Regions from separate parts of the Sus scrofa genome. Here region 2 is linked to region 1. Evidence: chromatin contacts called from public HiChIP or PLAC-seq data. All regions are on one chromosome and are shown on one strand. The core of a region is the stretch at or near the end of the contact, and the rest is flanking DNA. Distances in the headings are between cores, read along the strand shown.

Region 1 (5,391 bases), core at 1,152-3,651:
ATAGGAAAAAGATGGATAGGAGATGAAGCATGGCAAAACTAGGTTAATCGAAAAGCACTAGCATTTAACACGTGTGTCTTATCTGCGCCTTAAAAACAGTTCCTGAAGAGGAAGGTGAGCAAGGCAAGTTATAGCAGTTTTTTTTAAAAGGCTGCACCTCAGCACATGGAGGTTCCCAGGCTAGGGGTCAAATCTGAGCTGTAGCCAACCGCTTACACCACAGCCACAGCAACTGGGGATCCAAGCCGCATTTGTGACCTACACCACAGCTCACCGCAGTCAGTGGTTTTTTTAACCTATTCTGCCAAGGTGTTCTGGGAAGATGTCATGATACAGGAAAAATATTTATTTTTTAACATCTTTGGGCAGCCAGAAGCTATAGGGAGTTACAAGATGTTACTAGATGAGGCTGGTCTGGTGGTAAAAACTGTTAAGTCCTGAAGACAGAAACCAAGTCCAATGTCTCTTAATTCCAGGACCTGTTACTGAACCACGGAGCTTGAGGCTCCCCCGCACTTTGTGGGATCAACCACACGCTTGGTATTGCTTTCACCTGTGCACTCCAGGGGTCATCACCCCACTCTGTCAACTGAACCCTGGCTGGTCCTATCTATCAGCCAGAACAGTGTAGCCTGGGACGCCAGCCTTGGAAGGAACAGGCTCAGGAAGAGCGGTTGGGATCGCTAGCCCTGAGGAACATGGGCGGGACAAACACCGGGGGACAACTCCCTGCCTTATAAGGCTGGAGGGTCACTGGGTTAAATAGAAGGCCCAGCGGAGAGTGAGCTTAGTTCCAGAAACGTCCCGCAAAAGTATGTATGGAGCAGAGATTTGAAAGTGGGCTGCTACCCGGGTTGGTGCAAGGAGAAAGGGGGATTCAGGAAGAGGCACAGGTCAGGATGGAGGTCAGGGAAACTGCTTTCATTTTCTAAGCTCATAAGCTGCTCAGAGAAGCAAAGAGGAAGCACTAGAGCTTTCTGGGGAGCCCTGTCACCACCCGGATTTCCTCACACTGAACACCTATCTCTCCCACTCAGGGGTGGCAGGAATCCCTGCCAAGTCTCAAGTTAATCCGCGCCAGCGCGGGGGCACTCACGCGGTGGACTCGTAGGCCAGGTTGAGGAGGATGCAGTCGCCCAGGCTGAAGTCCAGGGCGTCGCACATCCCGCGGATCTCGTCGATGAAGGGCTGGGGCAGGAAGAACTCCAGCTCCCAGACCGCCTTTCGGATCAGTGTGAGGACCCACTCGGGGACATTATCCCTAGAAGAACAACAACGAAGGTGTTTGATCTGCTTAGAGGCGAAGGGAAATGCGAGTGTTGGGGGGGGGGAAGGGCGGTAAGGGGTTCCTAAAGCTCTCATCCTTAAGGATGAGTTCCAGGTGTCTCCCTTCCCCAGAAAGTAGACATTCCAAAACTCAGAGTCCAGAAGAGAAAAGAACACTCAGAGAGAGAGAGAGTGATCCCCAAAGGAGCGGGCTTAGGGGCTCAGGAGACCCGCTAGGAGTGGATGGGCTGCGCCCCCTACTCGGTAGCTGAGCAGCCCACAACACAGCTGGGGCGACTGAGCACCACTCTGATCCAGAATGGCTGGTGGACGGGTGTGCCACTGGTGACACTGAACTTGAAAGTCAAAGCAGCTGCACCGGATCATCCCCAACATCGACGCTGCCTAAAGCAGTAGCAAATGCCCGTTCTGATCCCCGCCACCCCTGCACACTCCAAATGCTGGGGATGAAGGGGATGGGGTGCAGGACAAGGCTGTCACAGAGGGAGGAAAGGAGGCAAGAGTCTCGGACTGAAGCACATTGGGCAGTAGGCGTCTGGGCTTTCCCTCACTCCACCTCCCGCAGCCGGTGTCCCCGCAAATCCCCGCCCCTTGGCCTCTCTCACCAGACAATCTGGGCCAGCGCGGCACGCAGCAAGTCCTTATCAAAGTGCCGCAGCACCGGGAGCCAGCGCAGCTCCGGGGCCGCGTCCAGACTCACGTTGAAGAGCGGCGGGGCGGTGGGCGAGTCGGCGGCCGATACCCTGGCCCCGGCCAACAGCAGCAGCAGTGCCAGCGCCGGGCGCGCACCAGGGGCCTCAGCCCTCATAGCTCGAGCAGCCACACCTGGACCCTTGTGGCCCCTGCCAGTGCCTGGAATAAGCGCTCGAGGAGGAGGCGGAGCCGAGGGTGGCGGTGCTGGAGGCGGAGTCCGCGAGCGGCTCGACGGGCTAAGTCTCCCCGGACCTGGAATCACGAGAAGAGCCGCCTACCGCTCCAGGCATCCGCGCTTCCCGCCCCAGGGCCTTCATCCACCGCACCCCCACCACAGCCACGAGTCCTAACCCGCCTGGGATCCCGGGGCGCTGCGAACTAAGTACAGCCGCCTGCTTCCCCCCCACCCCCCCCGAGTCCCCGCCCCACCCCACCCACGTGGTCCGCGAGCTTGCAAACGGCGGCCTGGAGGGGGTTTAACAAATGATTTTCAGCTGCAAAGAGGGAACCAGGACGGACCTACTGTGGTAGAAAAGGACACTCCACCCGAAACTCATTTGCTCTTATTTAAATTCTTCAGAGGTTTATCTGGATTTTAAAGGGGAAGGAGAGCTTTTTCAGCTCAACACTCGCACTTCTTTTCGGTCTCTTTTAAAAAGTCAAAAAGCCAATATTTACGTACCAAGTGTTTTCACCCACTTTCTCATTTAACCATCAAAACAAGCCAACAAATAGATTCGGCTCACAAGTCCCCATTTTCCTGATGAGGAAGGAATGTTACATAATTTCTTCGAGGTCACAGCCGGTGAACTAGCCTCACAGTCAGGCTGTCAGAATCCAAACTGCACCTTCACAGCCTTTAACCTGAAACATCAGCTTTTTGCTTTTCTTATATGGCAGGCAAACGTGTTAAGTATTAGGAAAGTTACCAGACTTAGGCTGAGACCTTCTTTAATGGTTAGCATGGCTGAGTGTGTGTTAAAATATGTAGAGGAAACTTGGAAAGTTCTCTTTTCAGTTCCTCATCCCCACCCCCAACCACTAGAATACATTATCATTATCTCTGATTTTTTCCTATTTAAATACTTTTTTTTTTTTTTGTCTTTTCTAGGGACGCTCCTACGGTATATGAAGGGTCCCAGTCTAGGGGTCTAATCAGAGCTATAGCCTCTGGCCTACACCAGAGCCACAGCAACTCCAGATCCAAGCCACGTCTGTGACCTATACCACAGCTTACAGCAACGCGGGATCCGAGCCGCATCTGCAACCTACACCACAGCTCACGGCTAACGCCGGATCGTTAACCCACTGATCAAGGGCAGGGACCGAACCCGCAACCTCATGGTTCCTAGTCGGATTCGTTAACCACTGCACCACGACGGGAACTCTATCAATGCCAGATCTTTAACCCACTGAGCGAGACCAGGGATCGAACCCACAACCTCAGGGTTCCTAGTTGGATTAGTTAACCACTGAGCCACGACGGGAACTCCTAAAAACATTTTTAAGTATAGTTGATTTACAATGTTATGGCAGTTTCGGCTGTACAGCAAAGTGACCCAGTCACACATAGATACATTTTTTTTCTCATATTATCTTCCATCATAGTCTATCACATGATTTTCCTGTTATTTTAAATCGAAGTTTAGTTGATTTACAATGTCGTGTTAATTTCTACTGTACAGCAAAGTGATTCAGTTATACATATACACATTCTTTTAAAAAATATTCTTTTCCATTATGGTTTGTCACAGGATATTGAATATAGTTCCCTGTGCTATACAAGAGGACCTTGTTGTTTATCCATTCTAAATGTAATAGTTTGCATCTACTAACCCCAAACTCCCAGTCCATCGCACTCCCTTCCCCTTTGGCAACCACAAGTCTGTTCTGTATGTCTGTAAGTCTGTTCATTTTGTAGATAGGTTCGTTTGTGTCATATTTTATTTTGCTTTTTATTATTATTTTTGGCCACACTGGCAGACATGCAGAAGTTCCCAGGCCAGGGATCGAACCTATGCCACAGCAGTGACAATGTCATGTCCTTAACTGCTAGGCCACCAGGGAACTCTGTCATGTGTGTGTGTATATATATATTATATATATATATATATATATATATATTGTCTTTTTGCCTTTTCTAGGGCCGCTGCCACGGCATATGGAGGTTTCCCAGTCTAGGGGTTGAATCGGAGCTGTAACCTCCAGCCTACGCCAGAGCCACAGCAATGCAGGATCTGAGCCGTGTCTACAACCTACACTACAGCTCACGGCAACACCAGATCCTTAACCCACTGAGCAAGGCCATGGATTGAACCCGCAACCTCATGGTTCCTAGTCAGATTCATTAACCACTGAACCACAACAGGAACTCCAACTCTGTCATATTTTAGATTTCACTGATTTTTTCCTTTTTTGTGGCCTACATGTCACTGGGCTAAAGTGTCAAGCCTCTATCCCCATTTCTTTCTTTTTTTTGTCTTTTTGCCATTTCTCGGGCCGCTCCCACGGCATATGGAGGTTCCCAGGCTAGGGGTCTAATCGGAGCTGTAGCCGCTGGCCTATACCACAGCCACAGCAACGCCAGATCCAAGCCGCATCTGTGACTTACACCACAGCTCACGGCAACGCCAAATCCTTAACCCACTGAGCAAGGCCAGGGATGGAACATGCAACCTCATGGTTCCTAGTCGGATTCGTTAACCACTGAGCCACGACGGGAACTCCAATCCCCATTTCTTCTTGATCTTTCTATAAAATTTAACTTTAGACCCAGGTCTTAATTTGCTTATTTGTAAAGCCTGAATAACAGCAGATGTGTTCTTAAGCCATAGGTACATTGAGAGAATCAACAAAGAAGCAATTAGCTGTGTTCAAAGAGATGTGCATGCATTATTTCAAGAGTGTTATTAAAAAGATAAAAATGTAAAGCAAATATGGAATTTTTTAAAACAACCATAGTAAAAATGTATTGGGTTATTACCAAATCTAAGGTGTGGTAAAACAGGTGTTTTTTACAATTAAGCTTAACGAAAAATAATTTCATATAATCTATTCCTCTACTACTAAAACATTATACACACATTACGGGACACCTTAAAACAAAGATTAGGAGTTCCTATCGTGGCTCAGTGGTTAATAAATCCGACTGGGAACCATGAGGTTGTGGGTTCGATCCCTGCCCTTGCTCAGTGGGTTAAGGATCCGGTGTTGCCGTGAGCTGTGGTGTAGGTTGCAGACACGGCTCAGATCCCGCGTTGCTGTGGCTCTGGCATGGGCTGGCCACTAAAGTTCTGATTAGACCCTAGCCTGGGAACCTCCATATGCCTCGGATGCAGCCCTAGAAAGACAAAAATAAAAACATAAATACACCAAAGATTAAAAGGGAGTTCTGGAAATACGAAACTTTGA
Region 2 (5,391 bases), core at 885-3,384, 44 kb after region 1:
GCCTGGGAATTTCCATATGTCTCAGGGGTGGCCCTAAAAAGCAAAAAAAGGAAGAAAAAAAAAAGGCCCCCACATGATCCGACTCTGTTTGCATTTCCCATGTATCTTACACTGTCCTTTTCTGTGTTTACCATATTTTAGCTACAATGGTGGCCTCTCAACTTCTTTTCCACCAACAGTTGCTCCACTTCCTGTTCCCCCATCTAGAATGCTCTTGATCTGTCTCAATATCATCACAGCAGAGAAGCTATCTCTGTTCAAGGGAGCCAAAGAGACAGCCTCCAATTCTAATGTATTCCTACCCAGTTCTACTTTCTTCATAATTCTTATCACTATGTCTACCATCATTAGAATGTAAGTCCAAGAGAAGAAGGCTCTCGTATCTTATTTATCACTCTATCCTGGGTGCTTAGAAATTATGGAGTTCCCTTCATGGCTCAGCAGTTAACGAACCCAACTAGGAATCATGAGGACGCAGGGTTCGATCCCTGGGCTCCCTCAGGAGGTTAAGGATCCAGTGTTGTTGTAAGCTGTGGTGTAGGTCACAGATGTGGCTTGGATCTGGCGTTGCTGTGGCGGAGGCTGGCAGCTGTAGCTCCAATTTGACCTCTAACCTGGGAACCTCCATATGCTGAGGGTGCAGCCCTAAAAAAAAAAAAAAAAAGACAAAAAAAAAGCATTGACATAAATATTTGTATGTGAAAATATGGAGGAGAAGGTCGATCAAAAGATGAATGACTGTGGTCCTGGTGTGGCACAATGGGATTGTCTGAGTCTCTGAAGACCTGAGGCGCAGTCTCCGGCCCCAGCCTGGCACAGTGGATTAAGCATCCTGAATTGCCGCAGTGTAGGTCCCAACTGTAGAGGTGGCAACTGGGCTTGATCCCTGGCCCAGGAACTCCATATGCCACGGGGCAGCCAAAAAAGAAGAAAAAAGAATAATTGTTTCAGCCATTGAACAAATCACATTCCAGTAAGAAGCACAGACAAGTAATTGCAGCAAATCTTTTTAATGCCTGTCAAATAGGTGTCCTGACAAAGCAATTGCCATTTTTACATTTATAATGGATAAGCAATGAGGTCCTAGTAAATAGCACAGGAAACTATATCCAGTTTCTTGGGATAGACCATGAAGGAATATAAGAAAAGGAATGTATACATATGTATGACTGGCTCACTCTGCTGTAACAGCAGAAAGTGACACAAGACTGTAAATCAAATATACCTTAATTAAAGTGAAAAAATTTAAAAAAAGAAAAAGCACCTGCCAAGCCACCACGTTCATTTTGTCAAACACCCTTAATGCTCACAATTCGTATGAGGTCGGTATACAAAGTCTCTTACAATCTGAACCTAATCTAATTTTCAACTTCATTCTAGAGATAAATTCCGACGCCCAGGTCATGCCAGCTTCCTATGAGACTGAGTTCTGTTTTTACTAGATATGCTAATTCCCGGCCTGTCCCTTATACCCAAGAATCCCTCTGCTTCCCAACACAGTGCTGCAAAGAGCGCGGGCTCCCGCAAACAGACGTCGGTCGAAAAGCATTCTAACTTAAGTTTCATCAAGTTCAATTTAGGGGTTTCAGAAAAGAAAAGGCTGAGAAACTTGCTTGAAAGTCAGAGGTTGGGGGTGGACCATTTGGCTCTCCCCCTAAAGCAAAATGAGTTCTTTTAAAGGGTGTTTCTGTGACAGCGGGGTCTACCGAGCAGGAGCAGAATTCTAAGAGTGAGGAACGAACTATAACACATGTCTCTCCCTTCATCCCTTTCCTCCTTTCGAGGATAAGAGGACGTGAGGCGAATCAGGATCCCAGCTCCGCTCCACGCCTCCCTCCAGCCAGCGTCCCTACCACCGCGCCCGGGCCTCTAGCGTCCCCGCACCGCATTCCTACCTCCTCGATGTAGGCCGGCGGGTCCCGCTTGATAAGATTCTGTAACTGCGGCAGGTTGCTGGGCAGCTTATTATTGTTTCTGCTAGACATGTTCGCTGCTGACTGGCTACGCAGCGAGCAATTTAAGAGAACCCACACGGCTGGCAACCGCCTACCGCCTCAGCTACCGCCAGGAATCGCGCTTCCGTGTATGACCGGAAACAGCACATGGGAAGCTCAGCAGGCGGCGCCATCTTGGCTCCTAAAGAGAGCTTGACTACGGGAGCCTCAGAGTGTCAAACTTGCTCTCAGTGCCGAAATGCTCCATTGTGATTTATGCAAGATTTCTTTTCCCCCACCCCGCCCCAGCCAACGTTTAAGTAATCTGAAATGCGAATATTTTGTTCACACAGTAACTTTTTTTTTGTGTGTCTTTTTTTTTTTTTTTGCTATTTCTTGGGCCGTTCCCGCGGCATATGGAGGTTCCCAGGCTAGGGGTTGAATCGGAGCTGCAGCCACCAGCCTACGCCAGAGCCACAGCAACGCTGGATCCGAGCCGCGTCTGCAACCTACACCACAGCTCACAGCAACGCTGGATCGTTAACCCACTGAGCAAGGGCAGGGACCGAACCCGCAACCTCATGGTTCCTAGTCGGATTCGTTAACCACTGCGCCACGACGGGAACTCCCCCAGTAACTTATTTCATTATCCCAACATTCCTTATGAAACAGACATGAGAATAGATTTTTTTTCCTTTTTAAAATCCCAAAGCCTTAAAGTTAGAAACTAAAAATATCCGTTGAGAATAGATAGCACTATCCTATTTTAGAGAAGGGGAAAAATATCAATGTGGGGTGTAAATTAGTTTTCCTATATAATTTAAAATACCTGTTTTTGTTTTGTTTTTAATTGTTTCTACCCAGCCTGACACAGACAAGGAGGGAAAACGGTGGTCTGAGTAAAATGTGGTCGTATCCATTGATTTAAAATGCAAATGAATTTGTATTTAAGAACCAACTGTTGGAGTTCCCGTCGTGGCTCAGCAGTTAACTAACCCAACTAGCGGGTTTTAATCCCTGGCCTCACTCAGTGGGTGAAGGATCTGGCTTTGCTGTGCGTGAGCTGTGGTGTAGATCGCAGAGGCAGCTCTGATCCAGCGTTGCTGTGGCTCTGGCATAGGCCTGCCAGCTCAGATTTGACCCCTAACATGGGAATCTTCATATGCAATGAGTGCAGCACTAAAAAGACAAAAAAAAAAAAAAGTTAAAAAACCAGCTATTGGTTAGTAGATGCAAATTACTGCATTTGGAGTGGATAAGCAATGAGATCCTGCTGTATAGCACAGGGAGCTGTATCTCATCACTTGTGATGGAACATGATGGATGATGTGAGAAAAAGAATGTGTATATATATATATTTATATATGACGGGTCACTTCTGTACAGCAGAAACTGATAAGTACTGGGGGAATGAATTAATGAAATAGGGTGTTGTTAATATAGACACTTGATCACTCACCCTGTGTCAAGCACTCTTCCAAGCACTTGACTTGTACTTAATCCTGAGACCAGCCCTCTAAAATAAGCACTATAATTATCTGCACTTTGCAGATGAGGAAACAGGCACAGACATGTTGACTGCCTAAGTTCATAGCAGGTGAGGAAGCTGAGAGTTCAATCCAGGCAGTCTTGATTGTAGCCTGTAGAAAAAAGTAGCCTGATAGTTGTCAGCTGCTAAGCTGGTCTGGCACCAGTAGATGGACAGTAGTATTTCCCTGCTTAACATAAGCAATTTCACAGACACCAGCTTTGGTCCAGGTCATCTGTGGCCACGTTGGAATGAGCCAAAAACAAGACAACTTAGTAATCACATGGAGGCACAAGCAAAATCAAGAATAATGTTCAAACCACGTTGAGTTTTTCAGCAACATTTGGATAATGATTATTTGTTTATTAATCATTGAATCAGGTACTTGTGAGGTTATTAAGGTGTAAATATAAGCAATAAATCTTTTTTTTTAAAAAGCCCACTCAGATTTTAAATTTAAAAAATTTGGTCGATTGGATCAGTGAGGATAAAAAGCATTCTCAAAACAAAAGATATTGAAATTATTTAATGTAATTCCCATCAAAATCATAAGCTTATGTACTATGAATGTTGTACTTATGTACTAAGTCACTAAAATGTGACTTATGAATAAAATATTCAGGCCATGTGGCAAGCTTTTACTCACAGTCTGTATATCAGGCACTAGGGTAAATACTTTGAATACAAAAATAAATAAGGCATGGGCATTTGCCCTAAGGAAACTAATAAAGGAGAGAAATAGACAAACACTCTTAAAATGAATAAACATGTTCCTATAATACAGCAGTGGAAGCAATAGAGAAGACATCCTAACCCAGAGGATCAGAATCTTACAGTCATGGTACTAATAGATTGAAATTCTGAAAGGAGGAGCGAAAGAAAGTCTTCTACATAAAGAAAATAGCCAACGTAAAGGGGCAAATGCTTGACAAAGTCTGGTGTGACTGAAGGTTGGGGGTGGGGAGTGCGGCAGGGAAGATGCTGAGGAAAATGAGTCAGGTGAGAGTATTTGGTTCTGATGGTAAAAGCCTTCACAAGCTAATCTAAGAAGGGTATATAGGTCACTCATTTTACCCCTAAACACCCTGAAGCAGGATTTTTTTTTTTTTGATAGATGAGAATACTAAGACTGAGAGCAGTTAAATACATACATATTTTAATTGACAGGACATTGTAAATCAACTATAATAGAAGAAATAAAAAATGTAAAAAAATACATATGTAGTTTTAAAATGTTAAATAATGGCTATATTATGTGTAATGCAATGTACATATGTTTAGTGTGTATTATCCAGATCAACACAAGAAAACACTATTGCTGTATTTAGTCTTAAAATAGTAAAGGTAGGAGTTCCCGTCGTGGTGCAGCAGAAACAAATCCGACTAGGAACCATGAGGTTTCAGGTTTGATCCCTGGCCTCACTCAGTGGGTTAAGGATCCGGTCTTGCCATGAGCTGTGGTGTAGGTCGCAGACGAGGCTCGGATCCTGCGTCGCTGTGGCTGTGGTGTAGGCCGGCAGCTACAGCTCTGATTAGACCCCCTAGCCTCGGAACCTCCACAAGCACCTGCAGCTCCTAAAAAAAAAAAAAAAGAAAAAAAATTAGTAAAGGTACTTTCCATCTTTTTCCATGCCCAAATGATCTTTAACCTAAAGGGAATTGTTCTAGAGAAGAAAGTATTCTTGATACTTTTGCAAAAGAGGCCCTATTATAATTATAAAATGGATCATGATAACTGTATTCAAATGGCTTAAAATTTTTCTTTATTGAAGGGCCCTAGACTAGAAGGCTATTTTAAATTGTGTTTGCATGAGGCACACTCTTTTGACTTATATCTTTATATGGGTTTCCTTTTTTGGAGCGGAAAGTCTTCTAGTAGTCCAGACGGCAGTTTGAGCACCAGTCTTGAGCCATTAAGTCTCTATTACA

Evidence for each region. HiChIP or PLAC-seq counts read pairs in DNA pulled down with a chosen protein or histone mark.
Region 2: a contact with region 1 is called in an H3K27ac HiChIP or PLAC-seq map of alveolar macrophages. The contact joins the promoter of SDAD1 here to the promoter of NAAA in region 1. A contact is called at or near these places in 2 of 47 Hi-C or Micro-C datasets (embryonic fibroblasts and epiblast stem cells) and 1 of 2 datasets of contacts at active chromatin or transcription factors (alveolar macrophages).

Annotation. Positions count from the first base shown.
Region 1 is chr8:71,600,855-71,606,245 of Sscrofa11.1, forward strand. It overlaps NAAA (N-acylethanolamine-hydrolyzing acid amidase), which reads right to left and starts at 2,402. Exons shown (of 11, transcript XM_003129087.4): 1 at 1,893-2,402; 2 at 1,097-1,261. The coding sequence starts at 2,095.
Region 2 is chr8:71,644,718-71,650,108 of Sscrofa11.1, forward strand. It overlaps SDAD1 (protein SDA1 homolog), which reads right to left and starts at 2,135. Exons shown (of 22, transcript XM_003129088.4): 1 at 1,896-2,135. The coding sequence starts at 1,985.